2 separate regions of the Drosophila melanogaster genome follow, and region 1 is linked to region 2. The links are chromatin contacts, called in public Hi-C maps. All regions are on one chromosome and are shown on one strand. The core of a region is the stretch at or near the end of the contact, and the rest is flanking DNA. Distances in the headings are between cores, read along the strand shown.

Evidence for each region. A called contact is a pair of places that touch in the nucleus more often than the background predicts.
Region 1: a contact with region 2 is called in a Hi-C map of the Kc167 cell line, with 5 times the contacts expected there. A contact is called at or near these places in 6 of 107 Hi-C or Micro-C datasets (the Kc167 cell line, the S2 cell line, embryo and 2 more).

What each region holds. Positions count from the first base shown.
Region 1 is chr3L:5,791,177-5,798,404 of dm6, reverse strand. Bre1 (Bre1,) reads left to right here and starts at 4,213. Exons shown (of 4, transcript NM_001300021.1): 1 at 4,213-4,349; 2 at 4,553-5,705; 3 at 5,820-6,709; 4 at 6,762-7,228. The coding sequence starts at 4,560. It overlaps Tektin-C (Tektin C), which reads left to right and starts at 1,862. Exons shown (of 4, transcript NM_001274520.1): 1 at 1,862-1,977; 2 at 2,031-2,275; 3 at 2,344-2,856; 4 at 3,262-4,000. The coding sequence starts at 2,103. The coding sequence ends at 3,841. It overlaps S6k (Ribosomal protein S6 kinase), which reads left to right. Exons shown (of 10, transcript NM_001274521.1): 10 at 1-856.
Region 2 is chr3L:5,657,234-5,664,257 of dm6, reverse strand. Sse (Separase) reads left to right here and starts at 2,011. Exons shown (of 7, transcript NM_079211.3): 1 at 2,011-2,176; 2 at 2,261-2,456; 3 at 2,520-2,991; 4 at 3,049-3,408; 5 at 3,463-3,761; 6 at 3,819-4,144; 7 at 4,201-4,558. The coding sequence starts at 2,104. The coding sequence ends at 4,379. sif (still life) reads right to left here and starts at 6,345. Exons shown (of 35, transcript NM_001104049.4): 1 at 5,968-6,345; 2 at 4,577-4,829. lin-28 reads right to left here. Exons shown (of 5, transcript NM_139726.2): 5 at 6,874-7,024. It overlaps CG46320, which reads right to left and starts at 137. Exons shown (of 36, transcript NM_001347802.1): 1 at 1-137.

The DNA.
Region 1 (7,228 bases), core at 2,964-5,463, 130 kb before region 2:
GGAAGAGAATATCTAACGAACAAATAACCCATTATGAAAGAAACACTGCCTACACACAAGAGGAAGCAAGAAGTAACGAAACGAGAAACTAGCAACAAATTATACTACCAACTACAATAAACAAACAAATCGCAAGTAAATGAATTTAAATCAGACCCAAGATCATGGGCGAAACCAAAACAGCAGAAACACTAAGTGCAGAGCGTTACACAATTTCGTAGATAGCCAAGTTAACCAATTGAAACAGATCCTCCAGCACAGACCATCTGCCGTTCAGGGCTCATATTGCCAGGGTGCAGCTCCTCCAAGAACCGACTTCCGGTTCAGGTCAAGTGCCCCAAAAAGTGTACAGTCCAACTAGGTGGTGAACCTATTAATTACCTACAAAAAAATCCCCAGTGAACTCATCACCGAGATGATGGTACAGAATAGAATTCGAAAATTTCCAAAGTTCACTGTTCATAAGCCATGAAAAACAGAAAGCCACACAGGCTTAATTATAGTTATTTTCAATTTCGTAGGCGGAAATACTGTCCGAGGGGGGCGTGGCCAGATCTGTTGACAGCCCACTTAAGCGGCTCTAATTGCACACACACCAAAATAGCCCAGTCGATAAGAAGTTCTGGATGAGAGCTGCCACAAGCCATAAGATCGTTGAAGCCAAACGAAGTACGAAACTCGAGAATCCGAAAGATACAAAGCGAGCATTGCAATGTCGACAGCCAGAGATCCTAGTTAATTAAATTGTACATTTCTATCGTTTAGCTGTAAGCGCAGTGCGTATATGCGACTATGTGGATATAAAAAGAATGTATATGGCAAATGTGTATCGTAATATATTAAAACTTAATTTTACAAAAAAAAAATTAAACGAAATGTTTGTTTGGTTGGCGGGGGGGGGGGGGTGTTTTCTCGATGCGAAGCTTTGGGAGCTTTTAAGCGCCGTCAACCGAAATGGGGGCTCGTCAGCGGCTCTCAAACTGTGCCGAGGAAGTTTGAGAGCCTATGAAGGCGGTAACTAATTAATAAATTTCCTTTTATTAGCACATGCCTTTTAAGTTTACACAATTTTAATAGTTTCTAAATGAAAGTGAAATGTAACTATTATTTATTTGATTAGTTTTTTTTCTTTATTCAGTGGTTTCTATTTATGCTAGTGCCCTTTTTACGCTGCTCTTTCAAATGCCAATCATCGACGTTTCTTTATTTTTAGCCATTTCCCACCTGGGCACGCAAATGGCAATTGATTAGCATAATTAATGGCAAAAACTTTGCAATAAAGTAAAAAGTTCGAAGAAGGGCCCCGAGCCAAGTCAAATGACGGAGGCGCAAAAGCGAAAGTATGTTAGCATAAATCGATCAAGGAGGAGCAGCCGCCGGCCGAAAGGGGGAATCCCACCGAGGTGCCGTAAGACGGGACCGCAAGGTGCAGGAGCAGCCGGCGGCTCCTTCGCCGGATTTGAGCGCTGTGTGCCCAATTGGATTGACTGTCAGGTGACACACGGCACAAGCGCATTGGACGAGCACATGCACACGGTCGTATGGCATTGGTACACTGAGAGAAAGGGAGCCGAGGAATTGGAAATATTTAGGATAATAGCATATCATTCTACAATTTGGAAAAGAGGAACATTATGTGCGTTCTCAATAATGAATTTATATTACTACTCCCATGTTTATCATGCTAAGATGCATCATAGTATTAGGTTAAACACCCTACTTTGGTGCAGTGTATGCTAAAGGGAAGGGGGGGGGGGAGGTATGACTGGGGCTAGTCAGCAACATAACAATAAATACCGCTAGGCAACCGTAAATTCCCTAGCATGAATCGATTTAACATGACCGCGGGAGCGGAGGGCAGGCCACTCAGTTCGCCAGCGAAGCTCCTCCGTCCAACTCCGGCCGAGATTCCGAGCCAGGCAGCCAGCCAGCCAGGTACATACGATTTCCTGCCCGGTCTCCAGAGAAGTGTGCCAGGTGGGTATAATCGAGTGTAGAGATTTGCAGTGACAGTTCCACTTTTTACCCAGCGCTCCTTGCATACATTTCTTATATACATACTTCTTATGCAATCTTAATCGCACCCAATCCCAGCGAGAAACATGTTGCCCAACCTGAAGTCGCGCCGCATCAGCGGCCTGCAGCTGGCCGGGAAGCACCTGGGTCCGGTGGCCAAGTGCCCGCCCAGATATTCCGAGGAGGACTGGGACTATAACAACAAGATCAAGTTTCGAATCACCTGCGACCAGGAGAAGCTGGCGGAGCGGATCGTGGAGTGAGTATATCGGGCGGGTGGCGGATTCATTGGGAGCGGATTCAAGTTGGTGACCCTATTCTATGCAGGGAGTCGCGTCGCGTGGTGGACGAAACGAAGGACACCACAAAGAACTGGCAACGGGAGGTGGAGCACCATATGCGCGAACGGACGAGCGAAATCCGATTCCTGGTGGACGAGTTGAATCGCCAGAAGAAGACCGCCGCCCTGGAGGATGAGGCCTTGAACACCTATCGCAATCGCGTGCTGAACTGCATCGAGTTCCTGAAGGACAAGTCGCTGGCCATTTGCAAGCAGTGCCTGATCCTACGCGAAGGTCGGATCGGTGTGGATTTGTGCGACGACGAGGTGGATCGCTCGCTGCGCCGTGAGCTCAAGGTGATCAAGGGCTGTCAGGGATTGGCCGATGCCGCCCTCAAGGAAGCCGAGGAGCAGATCCGCAAGCTGCGCGCCGCCATCTATTTGCTCGATCAGGATCTGGCCGCCAAGGATAAGTCACTGGCCATCGACGAGAAGAACCTGAAGCTCAAGGAGTTCCAGCACGACCTGGCTAAGGGACAGGATTTGTCCAAACAGCATTGGTAGGTTTTTGAAAACTAGGTTGCATGTCAATCACACATGTTGGGGTTTCCTTTTTAAGGAATGATGAAGTGGATTGATTATTAATCTTTTTTCTTTCACTTTTATGCGTAAGTCATTTCGGTGTTCATCAGTACAAGGAGTTTAAAAGGATAAACATTTTACTAGAGTCTTATCCACAAATTCCATTACAAAGTCAAGTAGTTGTTCCCCTTTTCAGTTAGGAATGGAATTGAGGAAGGTCAAACCTAACAATGAAACCGCAGTTTCCTTGGTGATATGGGATAGAGTTGTCCTGAGTCTATTTTAGTGCATTGGAATTAAGTGATTTATTTACAACCACTCAAATCGACCTGATAGTTGCCATGACTCCACCATGCCTTTACCCCCTTCTCTTCCTTACCCAGCCAATTTTCGCTGACCGAGTGGCAGGCGCAGACGTACGAGAATCTGGAGGCCAACGCCAAGGCGCTGGTGTCCGCCGGGCAGCTGCGGGCCTACATCGATTTGCTGCTGAAGCAGGTGTGCGAGGATATGCAGAACCAGACGGACAGGACCAACGAGGCCTTTGAGCGAAGGATCTCGGAGACGAAGCACGTGAAACAGTGTTTGGAGAACAAGCACAAGGACACCATGGATCACATCCATCAGGTGCAGCGCAACATGACCGAGCTGGAGAAGGAGATGATGGACAAGCAGCGGGCCATTACACTGTGCCAGACGCGGCTCAGCAATCGCGCCCATCGTCCTGGCCTGGAGCTGACCTGCGACATGGTCCAGGATGCGCTTTACAACGAACTGCAGGCGCTGAAGGCATCCGTATGCAAGCTCAATCAGAAGCTGAACGAGAACAAGGCATCCATGCGCTACCTGATGCACGTCCAGGTGATGCAGGAGGAGGAGATCAACATCAAGGCGAACACCTGCAAGATCGACGAGGTCGACTGCATGACCCTGCGACAGGCCCTGAAGTACCAAACATTTTAGTCGGGCAGCACTACATCCAGTACAGCACCAGTCCAGTAGTCGCCACACAGCCCAGCCACCAATAATCAAATTAAAATCTAATTATTAGATGCATGTGCATTTCGTGTTCGATCCCAAATTACTTAATAAATTGAAATTCACTTTCGATTTCCAGTTACCAAAACTATGGCTTTTTAATGCATTTTTAAATTGTTCATTTTATTCGAAATAGTTAATCATATATTTCTTTTGCTTAATTTTCGTGAATTTAAATTTCCCGCTTTGAATCTAGTATTTTTAGTTTTACCTGCCTCTATTCGATATTTACCGCTAAGCACAGACATATAGTTATCGATAACGTGAACGCAAATGCGAGGGAGTATTGCAAATAGTGTTACCGTGCTGCTGTGAAAATTCCCAGGTGTGACCGCAGCCCGCATTCGATATTGATGAAGCCAGGCAAAACGTAGAAAAGCAAAAGAAAACCTTAATTAATGTTAAGTTAAAAGTGTATAAACCCGAGATTAAGGTAAGTGGCCCACCACCATCTAGATTTTGAGTACACCGAAGGCATGGCGATGTTGGCAGTGGCGGGAGCGTTACGCCTCTACCGCCACCGCCTCCGCCGCACACGATAAAAAATGGAGTACAGCCACGAATGGGCAAATCAATAATTTTCAACACTCCAATTGTTTTTACAACTGAAATCAGTCCTAATCTTGTTTTCCGCAGTGCAAGGATGTCGAAACGGAGCGCCGACGACGCCACCGGCAGCAGCTGCTTGGTGGCCGCCGCAGCCGCCGGCCAGCCGCCCATCAAGAAGGTGCACTTCGAGCCCCATCTGATTGGGCCGGTGTCCACGCTGGAGGAGATGGACATCAAGGTGCTGGAATTCCAGAACAAGAAGCTAGCACAGCGCATCGAACAGCGGATGCGAACGGAGGCGGAGCTGCGACATCGAATCGAGCAGCTGGAAAAGCGGCAAACGCAGGACGACGCCGTTCTAAACGTGGTCAATCGGTATTGGAATCAGCTGAACGAGGACATACGAGTCCTGCTGCAGCGCTTCGATGCCGAGACGGCCGACGAACTGGAGAACCGGAATGAGAACGAGGTGACCACCTCGTTTCTCGCCCAACTGTCCACCTGGGACAAGGAGGAGCTGGACGAGAAGCTGGCCAACCGCGTCCAAGTGTCCAAAAGGGCGGTCGCCAAGATCGTACAGGTTATTGATAGGTTAATGCAACGCAATGAAAAGATAACTCATGTCTTGAAAGGTGATAGTCTGGCTTCAGCTGGCTCCGGTTCAGGAGCGGGAGCTGGCGGCGAGGAGGAGCAGCAGCAGGCCAGCGGCGATGCGGAGACCACAACGTCATCGGCCGGTGTCCATGCGCTAGAGGAAACCCTGAAGCAAACGCACATCGAGATCATGAGCGAAAATCACAAGCTGCAGAATCTGAATACCTCGCTGCACGAGAAGTTCCACACCATGTCGCTGAAGATGAAGGAGTACCAGGACGCTCATACCGCCAAGGAGACGGAGAACGCCGAACTGAAGAACCAGATAGACGAACTGCAATATGACCTAGAGAAGATCCATTGCCGGAATGATAAGCTGGAGAACCACTTGGCCGAGGCTATTGAAAAGCTGAAGGCCTACCACCAGATTTACGGTGATCCCAATAAGAGCACTAATAGTGCCAAGACACCAACTACCACAGGCAGCGGCGGCGCCACCACCAGCGTTAATAGCCAGCTATTGGAGGAGCTGCAAAAGGAGCTGGAGGAGTACCGCGAACTGGCCAACAACCGACTGCAGGAGCTGGATAAGCTTCACGCCACGCATCGCGAAACCCTGAAGGAGGTGGAGAAGCTTAAAATGGATGTAAGTTTTGAATGAATAATGTATTAGCTTATCTGGAGCATTGCTAATTATAGTTAGTCATTTCGTTTATATTTTCTTTGTATTATACTGATTCATCCTTAAAATCCATTCCAGATACGACAGTTGCCGGAATCGGTAATTGTGGAAACCACGGAGTACAAGTGCCTGCAGAGCCAGTTTTCCGTGCTCTACAACGAGTCCATGCAGATAAAGACCATGCTGGACGAGACCCGAAACCAGCTTCAAACGAGCAAGAACCAGCATCTGCGACAAATCGAAGTGATGGAGAGCGAGGAACTTATTGCCCAGAAGAAGGTGCGCAGCGAGATGATCCAGATGGAGGACGTTTTAGCCCTCATCCGAAAGGAGTACGAAACGCTACGCATTGAGTTCGAGCAGAACATGGCAGCCAACGAGCAGACGGCACCCATCAATCGCGAGATGCGCCACCTGATCACCTCTCTACAAAACCACAATGGCCAACTGAAGGGTGAGGTGCAGCGCTACAAGCGAAAGTACAAGGACACGTCCACGGACAACTTGAAGCTGCGTCAGGAGCTGGCCGATGCACTAGCTACACTCGAAGGCAACAAGTTGCAGGCGGCGACTGGTGCGGCTGGCGAAGAAATCAAGCAGGAGAACTCAACAGGTGTGAAGGAGGAGAACTCCAACAACGTTTCCGCCAGTGGACAAACAAACCAAACAAATTCCGGCAACGATACCAACGTAGCCATCAAGGAGGAGAACCATATCTCGGCTGAAGATGAAGCTGATGACGAGGCCAGTGGTAAGGACGTAAAAGACGGCATCAAGCAGGAGAAGCTCAGTTCTGGAGACGCGGCGGCAGCTGAGAAGAAGGATTCCCCTGGACCCGGAAACTCAACAAGTTCTGCGACCAATTCTGTTCCCGTCAAAAACGAAAAGGATTCCAAGGATGGTGTCAAGGGCAAGGATGTGAAGGCAGTGGAAAGTGAAACGGTGCGCGATCTGAAGGCGCAACTAAAGTAAGTTTGTTCAGCAATTACGATTATCTATTTAACATTGTTTGATTTACAGAAAAGCACTGAACGACCAGAAAGAAATGAAACTCCTGCTGGATATGTACAAAGGCGTATCGAAGGATCAGCGCGACAAGGTCCAGTTGATGGCCACCGAAAAGAAACTGCGCTCCGAGATCGAGGAGCTCCGCCAGCAGCTGAAGAAGCTGCAGGAAAGCAAGCGCGAGGAACGCAAGAAGCTGGCCGACGAGGAGGCGTTACGTAAGATTAAGCAATTGGAGGAGCAGAAGTACGAGCTGCAAAAACAGATGGCCAACCACAAGCCAACGGATAATTCTTGGGGCAGTGGAGCCCCCGGCACAGCGAACTACACGCGACCGTTTGTTGGTTCCCACGAAGAGGAGGCACTGCTGAACGAGATGGAGGTTACCGGCCAGGCGTTCGAGGACATGCAGGAGCAGAACTCCCGGCTCATACAACAGCTGCGTGAGAAGGACGATGCGAACTTTAAGCTAATGTCGGAGC
Region 2 (7,024 bases), core at 762-3,261:
TTATTTTCTATTTTTTGTGAAGCTAGTTAAAAGCTTTATTTTGTTTATATTAGTATTTTTTGGAAGCAAGAAAAAGCGACAAAACACAACCGTCGACGTCGACTTCGAAATTCGTTTTGAGTCGCTCAAATGCAGAGGGATGCTGCGACGCCGACTGCGCAGTCGACCGCGACATCGCTGCAACTGTTGGAATGTGTGCCACACACACACACACATACTCTCGGTATTTTTTTTGTTTTTGGGGTGGCTTAGCTCTTGTTGTTTTTGGCCTTTCGTTACATGTGCTGCTGTGTGCGAAAGTTTTAATGTCTCCCCAATGCATATGTGTATGTGTGTGTGATTTGGCGTACGTGTGTGTTAATGTAATATTAATGTTATAATTTGCTAGGCGGAAAGGACAACGAACGTGCCGAGTTAGCGACATTAATAATGCAGCCAAAAAACATAAAGGATAAAGGCCAGTGAATTTAAAGGGGGGCTTGGTGATAGGGCTGGCTTAGTGGTGTGAGGGGGTGGTGTCTTTTCTTTTCCATCATGACAATCAAGCTAAAAAATTTCCGATTAAAGGATCAAGCCTCTCTTTTCCAACACTGGCCCACCAGGCAAAAGTTCTTGAACAGCACGTTTCCCGACAAAGTAAAAGTGAAAAGCAACATCAAAATTAATAAGTAGAAAGGATGCTGACGCTCGCGTCGCTGTCGCTGTCGGCAGTGGCAGCGGCCGCAGTAGCGGCAGAGGCAAAACCAAAGAGAGCAAAGGTCCTTATACCCCTGCGCCAATTCAATATTTATCGAAGCTTTCGTTGAGTTAAAACAGCGACCAGCTGCAGCTTCTCTAACGGTAATTATTCGCTCTAGCCGCTTGCACTTCAAAGTTTTTAAAGGTTTAACAAATGTTTTTGCATATTTTGAATATTGTTAACAACTCGTTTTAATTAGCAAGAAATACTTGAAAATTGTATTTCAGAAATAGGCGTGGCATCAAAGCTCGAGCCGCCCACTCGCATCGGTTAAATACCGTTATCTCTTGCTGCCTCCAAAAGACGTCATTAGAAAACTGCAGTTTGCAGCTGACGTCGGCAGAGGCGGCAGCAGAGCTCCAGACGCACGTCACAAAGTCTTGGAAAAAGTACATATTTAAAAATCAACAAAAAAGCCAGCTTAAAAGTTAACCAAAAGTCAAAAAATAAAATATTGTATCTCGGCTCGCATATGCATTAATTGGCCGCCTATATGTACGGTATGTACATATGTGTGTACTTGGCTTTTGTTGTTGCGTAAGGTTTTTAGGGCAACTAGAGGGTGTGGTTTAGGGTTGCCAAAAACTAAAAGGCTTTAAAGGCTAAGGGTTGACCCTCGGAAATGAATATGAACTGCATTTGATGGGAAAATAGCGCTAATATATTTTAATCAGACACTAAAACACTTGAACAAATATTTAATTGATGTTAAGGCTCCATTTTGAGAGGGTGTGGTTGCTGCGCAGCTTCCGCTGCTCATCCTTATTTAGGTGGCGTGGCAACCCTAACATCTGTTTTCCGGCCAACCTGCAATCTCTTGCACCTTTTCATCTCGATTCATGTTTTTATGAATGAACGGCCGCAAACATCAACAAGAGGGAAAGCTTTTTGCTGACAGCAAAACAACAAAAACGGGTGTACTAAAAGCTATAATGCCTTAAATCGTACGATTATAGTTTATTGGGCATAGGATGTTATAAAATTCTTAATTACTTTAAAACTACATAACTATGATCGTAAAAATTACAAGTTATCTGTAATTAATACAGTAATATGGCGTACCCGAATTGCTTGCAGAAAAGTAAATATTAATATTCATATTTTTAATTAAGTTTCATTTTTGTTAAAGCTTACGAATTTGACTAATATTAAGTACAATGCTTTTCACAATAATAACCGCGAAATTCAAAAAAAGTACTAGAAAATACCACAAAATGAGCTAGTTTCCTATCGCACATCGCCCATCGATAGCTCAGTGTTGGTAAAGGCTACAAGGCATCTATCGATATCGTCCGAAGAGGAGGAAGCAATTTGCGGACTCGAGTTTGAAAATAAGCAATTAAGTAAATAATAAATAATAGGAAATGCTGGAAACCGGTGACGAGGCTGAGATGCTGGCCGGTTTCACCAGTTCAGATGTTGGCCCCGAGGCGAAGGGTAACTATATAAGCAGACCCAGAAACTTCGAAATTCCCACTGCATCTTCGCAATAATATGTTAATGTTCATGTTTCTTCTGCAGAATATAATTTACTGCGCGCCGATGAGGAATACCGCAATGGCAATGTGGAGCACTCAATTTACTACCAGGTTAAAGCCCAGTTCCAGTCCACCGATCTGCGTTACCTTACCGAATCGGCGGAACTGGAAAATCAGCGTCCCACCGCAGAGGAGCTGATCAAATCAGCCACTAAACTGGAGAAAAAGGACTACAAAAGGTGATATATAAACTAACTAAACTCTTTTAAAACTCAAACAAACATTACCAACATTATTCTTAGCAAAAAATTTCTGCAGAACATCATCAAGTACCTCCAGCAAATGGAGCAGGAGAAACAGCCAAAGAAGCCAATCAACGAAATACCAGAGTATCTAGACTTCCTGGATGATGTCCAGGATCCTACAGAGGGTCTAACTCGCATTTCAGAGAAATGCAATAGTCTGCCCCAAGAATGGTGTGTCCTCCAGCTCTGCAAGAGCTTTAATCCCGCCACCACCTACTCCGTTTTCAATGAGATCATTGCCAGCGATGGAGCAATATATCTCACTCTGCTCCGACACTGTAGAAGTTCCCAACTGGGACCGATTTGCCTGAAAATTTCCAACGAAAATACGGCAAATCTCTTTCGAGAGTATAGCACTCTGGTGGAAAGATTTAGGCGAGTGGTAACCGTGGATCCACTCAACATGAAAGGTAAAGAGGCTAAGCAGAAGTATTGGGAGGAGCTGAATGGTTTTGACACTTTTCAGCAAGTAAGTACTACACATTAATATCAATGTATCTTATTAGCATTACTTTACCTCTTCTAGAAACTACTTGCCGACTTTCGGGACATAATATCTCCATATTCCTTTCTGTTCTTTGGCAAAAGATATGACTGCACTGTTGTTCAAAAACAAATCAAAGCCACCTATACTCGTGTTGACGATTTCTGTCTGCTTAATCAATGGGGTACCCACCAACGTGTTTTACTTTCCCAAGCGGCCTCGCATGCCAATCGACTGGAAATCGCAGATCTCAAACTCATCTGCTATGAGCTGTCGAGCAACGAAAATGAGATCCAGTCGGCATACGAATTGCTTAAGGGTTTGGCCAGCGACTGGGCGGAAGTGGAGGAGCGTCAGCCCCTGGCGAGCAGAAGATTTCCCATCATCCTGGTAGTCGATGAGGTAGTTCATCTGAATTTCTATACTATAATACATACTACTATATTATTTATGTAGCGTCTAGACCACCTCCATTGGGAACAACTAGTCACCGTGCAGGAATTCTCCCGCGTCAAATCACTGCATTGCCTATGGCGCTTGTTCCAGAATCACAAATCAAACATAAAGCATGGCTACTACACAACAAATATTAAACGTGGCATGTGTGTAATAAACCCAGATGCGGATTTGGTCAACTCCGGCCGCAGGCTGCGTAGCTTTTTTGAGTACTGGCTCTCCCAGTGGCAGCATCTTTTTGAAACCGTGCCCAATGAGGAGGTGATGGTGAAACAGGCGCTACAGGCGGATTGCTTTGTGTAAGATATGATTGCAAGCGAACAATGGCATTCTAATACTTTTGCCTTAAATTTTAGATACGCAGGTCACGGTTCTGGGCTGCAGTACGTCAATGGTCGCATAATTTGCCGGGCTCGGGTACGCAGCGTTGTTTTTCTATTCGGCTGCGATTCTACACGCATGTTGGGCACGGGCCTGTACAGCGCATTGTATGGAGCCCATGATTATTACCATGGAGCTCTGTGTCCTTCGATAGTTGGTACTCTCATGCCCGCCTTGGATGGTAATATGGATACTGTTTCGGTGACAATATTGAGTCGTTGGTTGGCCCCGGGGGATAACAAAGTGATTCCGTGGACACATATTGATCGGGTGCCTTGGCTCAAAAATGGCATTATAAAAGGTAATGTCTTATTTATATTATTAAGTTACATATTTAAGGAATTCTTTTAAATTTAGGAAAAGATGAAACCACGCCCACCATGAACGATCAACCCAACTACCATCTGGGCAGCCTGTGCTCTATCCTATCTCTCGTACAGCAAGGAAAAGTGGAGCCGAATATCTACAACTGCTGCATTTACGTGTGCCGCGGACTTCCCGCATGGAATTTGGCCGTGGAAAAGCTGCCTTTATAGCTCATTTCGTCGTGGAGTCGATCTCCCTAAGCAAAGTTTTGCGTATGGAACTGTGTACAATAATTTAATTTAATTGAACTACTTCATTCAAGTGGAAAGTGGTGCTCAAAGTTTGCATTAAACGCTAAATGTAACACTCAGAATAGTAAAAATAAACTAAACATTTATATATTAGGAAGAAATTCCAAGGCACTTACCTTTTCTTAGTTTATTTGGAAGATTGAGTGATGTTTCCTTATGGATTTAGCACTTTAACTGAAGTGTCCTTGATTTCGGTTAAGTTTTTAGTTTTAAGTAGAAGTTTTAAACATGTTTAGACTTTGTACATTGTGTTGTTGGAACTTTAAACCGTTTGAGAACTATTTAGATTAATTGATTTAGGTTAGAGTTTTCGTTTTCCTTAGTTGGAATCATGCCAGATACAGAGTACAGATTCATTCTTACATTTGCCTGTGCAAGAGTAGGGAGTGAAAAACATTAATTCGAGTACAAATCGCAATGTGGGTGAGGTAAAGTAAAAAAGTGAAAGTGTGGTGCAAACGACAGTCAGAGAGAAAGATATTGAGTGAAGGAAACATTGAGAATTTATAAAAATGCAATATAATTGAAATGCGAGTGGGGATTAGGCTAAACCCTCGTCCACGGGGCGAATGTGCAATAATGCCTGAATGCCCAGAAACGCCCATATATTTATTTACTCGCACTCGTACTCGGGCTTGTCGCCCAGTTTGCTCTCCAAAAACGCGACTCATCTCACCTCGTTCCCATCCTCGTCCTCGGGTTGCCCTTTTGGCCAGAGCTTTTCCCCCACCGAACCTGCGGCGACCTCCAATCGCCCAGCATCGCATCTACTTGACCTACTAACGCCTGTCGCATTATGACACACATTCGTTAATTAGGCCCAACCCAATAACTTCTTTTCTTCCCAGCCATCTAATCGCCGAGCGCGCGGCGTATGCGTAATATGCGTGTGTTTTTCTTTTTTTGTGTTACGGCCTCGATTTGCATGCCATAAAAAAAGGCAGACACACCTTGGCGCGTCCCTATTTTTATGATTTACCAATAGCTGGGATGGGCGGCCAGTGTCCTTCGTCCTTCGTCGTGGTGTCTCAATGCCGTGCCCATGCAGCGAGTTAAATCAAATTAGCACCCGTAGGGGCAGCAAATCCGAGGTGCATGCCATGCCACACCCCCAAAACACACACACACGCAAACAGACACACACTCACACGTACGCGAGAATCGCGAAATCGAGAAATGGGGACAGGGAACAAGGAACAAGGACTTGGAACATGACAGGAGACAGCGTCAGAAGGAGGATATTACATAACAGGCGCTCCCCATGTAAATCTGGTTGTAAATTCCCAGTGTGTGTGTGTGTGTGTGTTTGTGTGCCTCTGGGTGTGTTGGTGTTGTTGTGCTCTTGTGTGTGCTTGTGTGTGGGTACGAGTGGTTGTGGTTTGGCCCAAATGAATATGCGATGACGTTGACGTTGCTATTGTTATTGTTATTGTTTTCTATCAGTGGATGCTGATGCTTTATTATTGTTTGCCCAGTTAAAAAGGTAATTTTCTCATTTTCTTTTAACCTTGAACTCTTAGTTTTCGCCAGCATTTTTCCTTTCCATATTTGTATAACTTATGCGTTGAAAAACTGTTTTCATTTTATGCCAAAAAAAAAAAATTGTACAAACTTTTTCCGTTTACTTTGTGTAATTTTAATTTTTTTAATGGTTTTTTTTTTGGTTTTGGGGTTTGTGGGTTTTTGAAAATTTGTTGCTGAAACGCTTTGTTAACTTTGTTGAAATTCTTTTAGTTGTCTAAGTTATTGTTTTTGGTTAAGTTTGATAATTGGACTTGAGGGTCCTTTATTTTTGGGTCTTCATATTTTTCTGTGTTAATATGGTGTAAATGTAAATTCCGCCGCGTTGCACACAACAATTCTCTGGCAGAGATCAACTGAGACTGAGCTCGACGCTGGCCTTAGTTGCATCCTTTTGGGTATCCTGCTCCTGCTTCCTTGGCGAAGGACAAAAATCGCGAGAGAGCGAGCCCGAACAAAATGTTGCAAACTAAACCACAACAAAAACAGCCAAAAGGGCCAAGAGCCAAGAGGCAGAGAGGCAGCTGGAGAAAAAGAGAGAGAGAAAAAGAGAGCGACCAAAAAAAGGCAGGACTTTCCCTTTCCCTGCTCCTCCTGGCCATGTCCTCGCCCAATCCGTTTGTTGTTGCTGCTGCTCACTATGTTTCACTTTCAGGGGGTGGTGGGTGCTGACTTTAGCGCCGGGAGCGGCGGGTTTCAGGTTTCCAAGCTTACACAGTGATTCTGCGTTTTCATGGTGATTCCATTTGTAGCTGTTTGTTGTTGCCCCAAGGAAAGCTCCATTGTTGTCAGTGGCCACGTGACTCGCGACCAGGACTTTCTTATCAGCACAGAGCTTTTAGTTCGGCCCCAGGGTGCAAAAGCTCCGATTTCAAAAAACAGACCAAGGGATGCTCTCTAGCTTAATTCGTTTACTTGGGATCTAGTGAAAAACCTTAGCAACTATGGTTCCTAGAAAATAATGTTAAAATAGAAAATAAACTTAGGATAGGATGGTTTTCGGGGCGCGTCTCTTCCCGCTAATATCTAAGTGTAGTAGCTAG